Regions from separate parts of the Sus scrofa genome. Here region 2 is linked to region 1. The links are chromatin contacts, called in public Hi-C maps. All regions are on one chromosome and are shown on one strand. Each heading gives the region's core, a stretch centred on a gene start, on an enhancer-like site or on the middle of the called end of the contact. The rest is flanking DNA. Distances are from core to core; before and after follow the strand shown.

Region 1 (5,587 bases), core at 1,074-3,573:
GGCCACACTCACGGCATAAAGAGGGTCCCAGGCCAGGGGTCTAATCAGAGCTAGAAGCTGCTGGCTTACACCACAGCCACAGCAACACCAGATCCCAACTGTGTCTGCGACCTACACCACAGCTCACGGCAATGCAAGATCTTTAACCCACTGAGCAAGGACAGGGATCAAACCTGAAACCTCATGGTTCCTAGTCAGATTCATTTCCACTGCACCAAGAGACGGGAACTCCCTCCACTGTATTTATTTATTTATTTATTTTTGTCTTTTTGCCATTTCCAGGGCCACTTCCGAGGCACATGGAGGTTCCCAGGCTAGGGGTTGAACTGGAGCTGTAGCCACCGGCCTACGCCAGAGCCATAGCAATGCGGGATCCGAGCCGAGTCTGCAACCTACACCACAGCTCATGGCAATGCTGGATCCTTAACCCACTGAGCAAGGCCAGGGATCGAACCTGCAACCTCATGGTTCCTAGTCGGATTTGTTAACCGCTGTGCCACGATGGGAACTCCCACTGTATTTATTTTTAAGGGCACCATCTATTTTAATTATATGCCTGGTAACATGTTAATCTCACTTAAATCTTACAAAAGCTCTTATCATTTTGCATATGAGGAAACTGCAAGATGAGTTACCAATGAGACCAAAAGTTTCCTTTGAGGTAAAATTTACCAATTTAAATATCTTAAACTGTACCACTCAGTGTTTCATAGTATAGTCACAATGTGGTACAACCATCACTACCATCGAATTCCAGGACATTCTCAACACTCCAAAAAATAAACCCCATCCATACCCTTTGGCTATCATCCCCCCACCTCATTCCCCCAGCTCTGAACCACAAATCTGTCTCTATATAATTTGCCCATTATAGACATTTCATACAAAAGGAATCACATATGTGGTCTTTATGGACTTTTTTTCACTTTGCAAGTTTTCAAGACTCGTCCATGTTGTAGCATGCTTCAGTACTTCACTTTTTTAATGACCAAATAATACTGTATTGTATGATTGTGTGGTGGATATACCACTTTTGTTTATCTATTCATCAGCTAAGGACATTAGGATTATTTCCAATGCTCAATGCTGCTGGGCACATTCATGTCTAAGTTTTTGTTTGAACATCTGCTTTCAGTTCTCTTGGGTATACCTACCAGGAGAAATGCTGAGTCATATGACAATACTATTTTTTTTTTTTTTTTTTTTGTCTTTTTGCTATTTCTTTGGGCCACTCCCGCGGCATATGGAGCTTCCCAGGCTAGGGGTCGAATCGGAGCTGTAGCCCCCAGCCTATGCCAGAGCCACAGCAACACAGGATCCAAGCCGCGTCTGCAACCTACACCACAGCTCAGGGCAACGCCGGATCGTTAACCCACTGAGCAAGGGCAGGGACCAAACCCGAAACCTCATGGTTCCTAGTCGGATTCGTTAACCACTGCGCCACGACGGGAACTCCTTTTTTTTTTTTTTTTTTTTTTTTCTCGACAATACTCTTTAACTTTTTTGAGGGAAGTACAAACTGTTCTCCAAAGTGGCTGTACCATTTTTCATTCCCACCGGCAATGCCTAAGTGCTCCAATCCACCACATTCTTACTGAAACTTGGAACTGCCTATTTTGAAAAAAACTTTTAGGAGTTCCTGTTGTGGCTTAGCAGAAACAAATCTGACTAGTATCCATGAGGAGATGGGTTCAATCCCTGGCCTCACTCAGTGGGTTAAGGACCCAGCATTGCCATGAATTGTGGTGTAGGTGGCAGGTGAGGCTCAGATCTGGCATTGCTGTGACTGTGGTGTAGACCAGGGACTACAGCTCTGATTTGAACCCTAGCCTGGGAACCTCCATGCACCACAGGTATGGCCCTAAAAAGACCACAAAAAAAAGAAAGAAAAGAAAAAAACTTTTAACCAAATAGGTATTTTACCGTAGCTTTACTTTGCATTTTCCTAATTACTAGTGATATTGATCATCGTTCCACGTGATTATTTACCATATGTGTATCATCTTTAGAGAAATATTCAAGCCTCTGCCCATTTTTAAACTGGGTTATCTTTACATTGTTGAACTGTAAAAATGCCCTTCTAAAATCATTTAAGTTGAAGATATGTATGACGAAATAAAATTTATATTTTAAGGCAGGACAAGGAAAAAATTAAAGGCAAAATTCTGTTTGGCCTCCTCCCTCGCTCATGTGCTTTACACATTAACCAGAGCTACTCAAAGATGGAAGTGCCTGCTTACAGCAAAGATCAATTTTTTTTTTCTTCTAACCCCAGCAATGTAACTTCTTAAAAGAATAGTGTACTTTCTCATCTCTGAAAGAGGTTATGGTGACTTGTTGCTTACCTGGACTATGTATCCTTGGTGAACTTTATAAAAAATATCAGTATGTCATTTTGATGTATGATTCCTTGTCTAAAAAATATATATGACAAGACTCCCCCCACCCCATCGTGACTGAGTGGTTAAAGATCCCGACTAGTATCCACGAAGACTCAGGTTCAATTTCCGGCCTCGCTCTGTGGGTTAAGGATCCGATGCTGCCATAAACTGTGGTGCAGGTTGAGGACTCAACTTGCATCTGGCGTTGCTGTGGCTGTGGTGTAGGCCGGCAGCTGTAGCTCCAATTCCATCCCCAGCCTGGGAACTTCCATATGCCGGTGGGTACGGCCCCAAAAAAGACAAACAAAAACAAGACAAAAAACGTATATGGCTATGCCTTCCGAGGCAAAACGATTCTCAGGGTTTTCAGAGAAATCTCCTTCCAGGGTTATAATCCTCAGTTTGGCTTAAATAAAATTCTCTTTTAAAATTCTTGGCAGTTAACCTTCCTCAAGTATTTAAAGAAAAATACTAAGTAAACAATAGTAACATACGTTAGGTAACATGTTACTTTGGGGGCAAAACATTTAGCCTCTGTGAGACTCAGGTTCGCCGGCTTTAAAACAGAGTGGCCCCTGCTTGAAAGTTGCTGGAACAAATGAATTTACGTGTGTGAAGCGCTTACTCGGAACCAGCGGGATAAACACTAACATCGACCACTACCACAACTGACGACGAGGCCAACGGCGTTCCAGATTCTGCCTGCAGGGAGTCCTGCCCGCAACTGCAGGAGCGGACCACCACCTACCGAAGTCCACCCTGCAAACAAACGCTCTTCCTCCCGACGTGCACCAGAGCCCGCCCCCAGGTTGGTGCCGCTATGGCCGTGCCACTCGACTTCCGTTTCCGGGGCGCCGAGGCAGTTTCCGGCGGCGTGACCTGAGCGCGTCGGGCAGCGTGGTCCCGGAGCCGGAAGGGTCAGCGCAGGCGGCTGGTAAACGGGCGGTGGGTGGGAGTGGCCGGGTAGGGTACCAATGACCCTTGGGAGGGAGAGTCAACCGTCCTCTTGAGACCCTGGCTGTCGACGGGTGCACTTCAGCCCGATCCACGGCGGAGCCCTTCTCACTCCCTTTTACTGGGTTTCATCAGCTCCCCGGGTTTCCTGTGATTTGGGCCCTGGGGGTGGGTGTCGGGAAACGTGGGTTTCATTCCAGCCGGCGCTACTGGTTAGCTCTCTGATCTTGGTAGGTCTTTCCGTGAGCTTCATCTGCCTTATTTGGAAGATAGAAGTCGTATCACTGATTGTGCGCTCCTTAATGGCGGGGACTGAATGTTATTTGTGTTAGACACCGTGTCCTGTCCCAGATTCAGAACAAGGACAGTGTAGGTACTCTGCGCCTACTTAAGTTGTTTTGATTCACAAAATCTTTGAACATCTGTTGAGAGCTTTTGATCTCCACTCCCAGCTTTCTAGACCCTTATACTCCACCTCGTCCCTTATCCTACCAAATGCTCAGGTAAAGGAAATTTGGCTTACTGTTCACATCTCTCTTGATGCCCATCTTTGGATCCCAGGGTCTGGACTCTTCTAGACATTCAAATATTTGTTGTAACTAGATAGTAGGTATTCTTTTTTGATCATTTTAAAATGCATGAATAACCACTTCAAGGAGAAAAATTGACATCCTTAATCAGTATGCTCAATAGCAGTATGCTATTCCCACTTAAGTCTTTCAACAGCTGCCAGAGAGAGTCATTTTTCGGTTCTCATTTGGCAGGTGAGGAAGTTGAGGCATTGGAGAATAAACTTTTTTTAGTCATTCTTTGAATGGTGAGGGCAAGAATTCAAACCTTGGTCTGAAATCCCAAAGCCCCATGTTCCTAACTGCTTCCTGAAACAGGACTATATGCCAAAGTATTTTTTTGTTTGTTTGTTTGTTTTTTGTCTTTTTGCCTTTTCTAGGGCTGCACCTGCAGCAAAGTATTTTTGAATGTGCTCTAGCAGCTTCTGTTTTGGGATTAACTGTTTTATTTATGTGATGGCTGTTATCAGGCTAGGTGCTCCCAAACCAAACATTGATGCTGTGAAAATACTGTCTCTTTTTCTTCCATAGTATCTATATTGCTTGTTTAATAATTTTTTTTTTTTTAATCTTTTTAGGGTCGCACCTGCAGCATATGGAAGTTACCAGGCTAGGGGCTGAATCAGAGCTGCAGCTGCCTGCCTACACCACAGCCACAGCAGCACCAGATCTGAGCCGCATCTGCTACCTACATCCCAGCTCATGGCAATGCCAGATCCTTAACCCACTGAGCAAGGCCAGGGGTGGAACCTGCATCCTCACGGATACTAGTCGGATTCATTTCCACTGTGCCACAATGGGAACTCTGAAAATATTTTTAATTATAGTTGAAATAAGAGGTGATAATGTTTGGGCATGATTTCTTTATCTGTACTACTTTTGAAAGGATTATATTCAGGATCTTGGAAGCACTGCCAGTATGTCTGATGTTCAAGAGTCCACTAACCCACTCCTGGATGTGAATCTTCTTGAGAACCAGAGCTCTACACAAGTGACCGAAAGTGGCCCCAAAAGTGAGTCCGAGCATCTCCGAGTCACTATTGGAGCCACTGTGCCTACTGGTTTTGAGCAAACAGCTGCAGATGAAGTGAGAGAGAAATTGGGATCATCATGCAAAATCAGCAAAGACCGGGGCAAGATATATTTTGACATTTCAGTGGAAAGTCTGGCTCAGGTTTGAATGAAGCAATATTTAAAATAATTTTCTAAATAGATCATTTTATGGTTGCTTTCTAGTTTTGCTTTGCTCTGCTCTGCCCCAAATCAGGTGTTTTTAAAGTATTACTATGTTTGCCATTGGGTACTGATTTGTGAGTTTGATTAGTAGGTTTGCTCTCTTTTGTAGAAATGATCCTAATATTTCCTGAGGATGAATTTACCACAAAGAATCTTCTGTGACTTGTGAAGAAATTCTTAGTATCTGCTACACATCTTGGAATTTACTTCAGCATCTAGCTGAAGCTTAGACCTCAGTGGTGCAGCATAAAAGCTTCATTTGTGTCAGATTTATTCTTGCTTAAAAGTAATTAGGAATCACTTAGTGTGAGAAGTGAAGGTCAGCAAACTGCCATCCCACTAGAGTGAAACCTAAGGTGTTTCTCATTACCGCATAAGCAACATGAGGGCAGGGATTGTTTTCTGGATTCTGTGGGGGTTTTTTGGTCAATATCTTCCAAGTTCTTA
Region 2 (5,909 bases), core at 2,104-4,603, 76 kb after region 1:
AGCTGCAACCTTTGCCATAGCTTAACCCATACCTTAACCCACTATGTTGCAATGGGACCTCCTACAATAGGTTTTTGTTTGTTTTGTTTTGTTTTAAACTAGGTTTTGGAGTTCCCCTTGTGGCTCAGCAGTTAGTGAACCCGACTAGCATCCATGAGGACACAGGTTTGATCCCTGGCCTCATTCAGTGGGTTAAGGATCCGGCGTTGCTCTGAGCTGTGGTGTAGGTCACAGACATGGCTCAGATCCTGGGTTGCTATGGCTCTGGCGAAGGCCAGCGGCTACAGCTCCAGTTTGACCCCTAACCTGGAAACCTCCATATTCCGCAGGTGTGGCCCTCAAAAGACAAAAGGACAGAAAAAAAAACCACAAAAAACTAGGTTTTAATTACCACCTCTTCTAGTAAACTTAGAGCTTTTGTAGACATCAGTTTATTGTGCCAAACCCAGTAGCCCCTAGAGGGAGGTTAGACAGAGGAGCCAAGGGATAAACAAGTGTTGAAGAAGAGGTGAGAGAAAAGGAAAACTTTATTTTGGCTCCTAATTACTAAATCATGATGTTTCTTCAGTCTCTTATTTGTTTATCCCAACAGTTCTCTTTTCTTCTTTTCAGCCCTGAACTTCTAGATCCTTGCCTGCATTAACTTGCTCCAGACTGTAAGCCTAACTTAAAACTTACACTACTCCAAGTAAATGAACTTTTTACCAGATCTTTGAACTTTCTCTTTTCTTGGAGTTCATCTCTTATTTTCCATGCTTATTGCTTACCTCTCCTATACTTTTTTCCTCCCATGTTTCTCACATATCCTTTTCTCATATTACTTACTGTAGCAAAATTGAAATACACACTGTTGGAGACAGTGAAAATAAATTTTAGCCACATTCAGGTTATTAGTAGTAACTTCTCTTTGTTTACATGTATTTAAAAGTTTCAGGGAGCCATTTACATTCTAATTTACTACAAATGATAATCCATGTGCACCTATGAGTCAGCAGAACAGTGAGAAAATGAGAAAACTGAGACTTTTCAGACATTTGCATGAATTGCTTGAGCCAGTACCAAGATTCATAGAAGTTTAGAGCAGGAGAAAAATCTAATGAAGATTTTACTTTGAGGAAGTTAAGGTTCATCTATAAAAAAGATTTTCTGAGATCACCAAACTAATTAAGTTGTAGGCTAGATCTCACATTTCCTAACTCTTAATGTAGTACTTGCTCTTAACATAGCTTTTCTTCTCCCAAGATAAAAAGCTTTATGTTACAGTACAACAGCTGTGTTTTTCCTTGATATCTTAGTGTGAGTTGGAAATTAAAGGATAAGCGTGTAATGCGGCTGCAACATTAGTTCCTAAACAAGTTGGTTTTAATAAAATTTCATTTGTATATTTATTGCATGTTTAACTATTTTTGATTTAAAAATCAAGTTGAGGGGTAGTAGTCATAGAAAAAAAAAAAAAATGTCTTCTACCATTCTTTCCCCATCTTCCCTTTTTACTGTTTGGTCATTCAAAAGTAGAAATTTTAAGTATAAAAATATTTAATAATAGAAGTTTCTGCTGTGGCACAACAGGATCAATGGCATCTGTGGAGCACTGGGACGAAGGTTCGGTTCCCCAGCCCTGCCCAGGGGGTTAAGGATCCAGCTTTGCTGCAGCTTCAGTGTACATTGCAGATGCATTCTACATTGCAACTGTGGCTTGGGTCTGATCCCTGGCCTGGGAATTCCATTTGCTATAGGACAACCAGGAAAGAAGTACTCAAGATCAATTCAACCTAGATGTATAGCAAAATTTTGAATAATGAGTAGATTCAGAAAATGAATCTTAAAATTAATGGTTATTTTCTTTTAACCCTTATTGAAAATTTTTCTGACTTGTCTCTTAATTTAGTTGAATTTATTCATTTATTGGCCTACTATAAAGATCCTTTGCCGCCAGAGTTATTGTGTATCTGTTCATTTTCATTATTTATTAGTTTAAATATAGGTATAGTAGATTAGACTGAATGCATTTCCCCCCACATCACAGCATATGGAAGTTCAGAGCTGCAGCCTTCACCACAGCTATGGCAACATCGGATCCTTAACCCACTGTGCCACAGTGAAATCTCCCAGAATGCATTAGAAACTTGTGTTTTTAGTGAATCCCAGTTAAAGGGTTATTCCTTTCAAAAAGAAATATAGTTAATTATGGCTTCTGGCTAGTTGGAGTTTAGAGAAAACTAAACAGGGTCTTTTATAATGATTTTTGTTTTTTCCATTATAGCTGGTTTATAGTGTTCTGTCAATTTTCTACTATACAGCAAGGTGACCCATTTACATATACATGTATACATTCTTTTTTCTCACATATACAGTGTCTTTTATTTAGTATGTGAAGAGGGAAAAAATTCTAGTAGTTTTATGACAGTACTATGTGAACAACCTGATATCAAAGCTCTGAAAAAGAAACCAGGCCTAGGAGATGAAAATCTAGGTAGGATTTTTAAGTTGAAGATATTTTAGATTCTACGATAGTAAGTTGTGGTTAATAGGAGGAAAATTATCATTAATCCTCATATAAGATCTGAAGTAATTGCTGCCCTTGAGAAAAGTGGGCATTGAAAACTGATATTATTCAATCTGCCTTTATGTCAGCCAAGCAAGATTTTTTTTCTGTAATCCATGCCTGTTTTTAACACTTCGAGTTTCACATAATTTTTAAAATACCTCATTTTTAAAATGAAATTTGCCTTTCTGGCCCTGACTTAGTGAGTGTACATATTTGTCTTTACTTTGAAATCTCATAATTGGGCCCTAGATTCTAGAGTGCTTTTAATTCTTAGGGTAGGGTAGCCACTACATGCCAAAACGTTTTGGTTTTTTTTGTTTTTTGGGGGGTTTTGTTTTGTTTTGTTTTGTTTTTATGAGAGTGAGGGGGAAAAGTGTAAAATTTTGGTGTAAATAGCTTGCTGTTAACGTGGGAATTCATAAAAGTAAAAATGATCTGATTGGTTTATTTAAAATTTAATAATAGAGGAAAAGCCAAAGAAACTAAAAAGGGACATCCTCAAAATGGCTTGTTTGTATATCCCCAAATATATATTCACTTACATGTTTTGTCAGAGACCAAAATTCAGGAAGCAAAATTTGGCTTCCTGGTGGTTTCTGGAGAGAATTGATCAGAGATTGCTTCTTGGCTAAGTTGCTGTCTGCATAGGCTGTTAACAATTGTTTCTCTGGTAGCAGATCTTGTTCATCAGCATTGCATCATTTCTGGGAGAATGGCCAAGGTCCACAGCCACAGTACAAAGACTGTCTGAAGCATATGAGGCCTGTTCTTTTTCTGAAGCGGCACTCCTCTTCCTGCCAGTCCTCTTCACAGGATTACTGAAGCAGACTTGTTCTGAATTTCTTTCATTGGATTGGCTGTTTATTGGACTCTAAACTCCCAGCTGCTTCCGGCTCACCTGGCTGATGCAATTTCTTTTTCTCAAATCTCTATTGGAGTTGTTCTTAAAGCACTTTTGTCTGTCTTCTCTGAGAGTGACCAGACGTATCAGATGGGTCTTGTGCTTTCAGCAAGTCATGTAGGAAAGACACTGTCAGAATGGCAGATACAGAGACTGTTGACCATTTCTGAAACCAATTTAAACAGAAATAATTACAAACCATTTCTGGCATGTTCATAACAACCTGTTTCTTAGAAATTGTATGTAAATGGTGGCTTCTCAACAGGCTGGTTCTGCTTCTGAGTCCAAGAACTTAACTATGCTTCCTGGGGTTCTGATAGATTGTTCTAGAAATAGTAAATTGAAATGCAGTTGAAGTTCTGATGCATTCCTTTTCCCCCCTTCTGTATACTCGTGTCCTTATTTCTCTTTTTGCTTCTGTTATTCTTTCTTTTTTGTTGTTGCTAAGGGAGTCTACTTCTTTGACTTAATTTTTTTCTTCCTCTTACTGTTACCTTCATACTTTTTAACTTTTATGTATTTTTTTTTTTAGGGCCACACATGCAGAACATGGAAGTTCCCAGGCTAGGAGTCGAATCAGAGCTACAGCTGCTGGCCTGCACCACATCCACAGCAGCACCAGATCCTTTAACCCACTCAGCAAGGCCAGGAATCGAACCCACATCCTCATGGATGCTAGTCGGGTTTGTTAATCACTGAGCCACAAGGGGAACTCCCATACCTTTTATTTTTATAATTCTGAGTATACTCGTTTAAAATTATTTCTAAAGAATAGATTATTTTCCAATTCTTAATAAAAAGTTAGAAATCTATAAGATATCGACGTAAAGTACATTTTTAAAGTTTTTTTAAGTTTTTTATTTTTCCTTATTAGAGCCCCACCTGCAGCATATGGAGGTGTTCCCAGGCTAGGAGTCGAATTGGAGCTGTAGCTGCTGGCCTACACCACAGCCATGCTAGATCCAAGCTGCGTCTGCGATCTGCACCACAGTGGGATTCTTAACCCACTGAGCGGGGCCAGGGATCGAACCTTCATCCTCATGGATACTAGTCAGATTCATTTTTGCTGAGCCACAATGGGAACTCCCAACATAAAGTACATTTACTCTCCATTGCTGGTAACTGGAATCCCACAAACAGATCTGTTCATTTTTATGTATGTTAACATATCACATGTTTAGTACCCCCTTCTGGCTAATGTTAAATTTGACTCTCTGCCTTCCTCCTCTCCCCCCTACCAAGCCCTGGATCATCACTTATTTTCCTTTCCTTTTTGTAGTGTAGGAAGCTACTTAAAGCTCTGTTTTCCACATTTTCCTTTGAGTAGTTGACCACAAATAGAATTAACTATTTGCCACCCTATAGTAAGGACAGTAGGATGGTGGAATGGAGTGGGGGCAAGAAAGGAGTAGTATGAACTTTAGTAGTTGATGGTAGATCCCCGTCTGGAGAGTAATTCTGACATTCAACTAAAGAAGAGCCTCTGATTTTAGGAATGGGTCAGTAGAGAAGAGAAGCATTCCTAGGAGAGATGAAAAAATCCTTTGGGAAATGGGAGAGAATTCTCATTTGAAGGAAAGAAAAAAAATTTCCCAGAGACAATATTTACCAATTTTTAAGTCAAATAAAGACATTTTCCTTTTATGTCCTTTGTTTTAATAGGTTCTGGCTTTATAAATAAGTGAGATAACAATATCAAGGGACAAAGATATAGTACTAGGTGGAACACAGAATGGTAAACAAGGCAATATACAGAAATGAAACAGAATCGTGAATAAAGTATTATTTCCAGAAGTTCCTGTTGTGGCCTAGCAGTAGCAACCCAACTAGTGTCCATGAAGTGTCGGGTTTGATTCCCTGGCCCCACTCAATGGATTAAGGATCTGGCATTGCTGTAAGCTGCTGTGTATGTCACCGCCGCCGACACAGCTTGGATCTGGCTTGGCTGTGGCTGTGGTGTAGGCCAGCAGCTATAGCTCTGGATCAGCTCCTAGCCTAGGAACTTCCATATGCCACAGATGTAGCCCTAAAAAGACAGAAAAATTATTTCTATAGAATTCTATGTGTCTATCTATGTTATTTCTTTTATGCTAATTATGTCTCAACTTTTTCTAGGTCTTCAGAGCTACTGGCAGATAATTTTGGGGGACTTCATATTCAGAGGTCTATAAAAAGGTGACTGAGCCAAATAAATTCTTTTAATTTGTTTGAATTTTTGTATTTTAATAAAGGCTAAAATTATAATTTTGATATAATGGTGATCATAATTTATTCAGAGAATATTCTCAAACACCTTTTATGTGCCAGGCACTGTTCTAAACTTTGGAGCTACAGCAGAGGATGAAACACAAAAATCGTTGTTTTCACAGAGTTTATGTTTCTGGTAGGAAGAGAGACAGACAAATTGTTTACAAGTAAAAGAAATCTTGAAACAGTTCCACCTAGAGACATTTAATTCTT

The links. Hi-C and Micro-C count contacts between places; a contact is called where the count stands out from the background.
Region 2: a contact with region 1 is called in a Hi-C map of skeletal muscle, with 2.3 times the contacts expected there. The contact joins the enhancer-like site here to the promoter of THUMPD3 in region 1. A contact is called at or near these places in 5 of 47 Hi-C or Micro-C datasets (embryonic fibroblasts, epiblast stem cells, fibroblasts and 2 more) and 2 of 2 datasets of contacts at active chromatin or transcription factors (alveolar macrophages and skeletal muscle).

The regions. Positions count from the first base shown.
Region 1 is chr13:65,718,233-65,723,819 of Sscrofa11.1, forward strand. It overlaps THUMPD3 (THUMP domain-containing protein 3), which reads left to right and starts at 2,324. Exons shown (of 11, transcript XR_002338099.1): 1 at 2,324-3,315; 2 at 4,791-5,078. The region is part of intron 1 of SRGAP3 (SLIT-ROBO Rho GTPase-activating protein 3); the gene reads right to left.
Region 2 is chr13:65,793,353-65,799,261 of Sscrofa11.1, forward strand. SETD5 (SET domain-containing protein 5) reads left to right here. Exons shown (of 25, transcript XM_013981946.2): 2 at 5,565-5,624. Among named protein-coding and RNA genes, the nearest start is that of SETD5, 36 kb to the left of the region's middle. Within about 2 kb of position 3,354, at least 34 of the 83 cell types and tissues checked have an H3K27ac peak or open chromatin away from gene starts, as enhancers often do. A contact at or near this core is called in alveolar macrophages, embryonic fibroblasts and skeletal muscle, where this site is marked.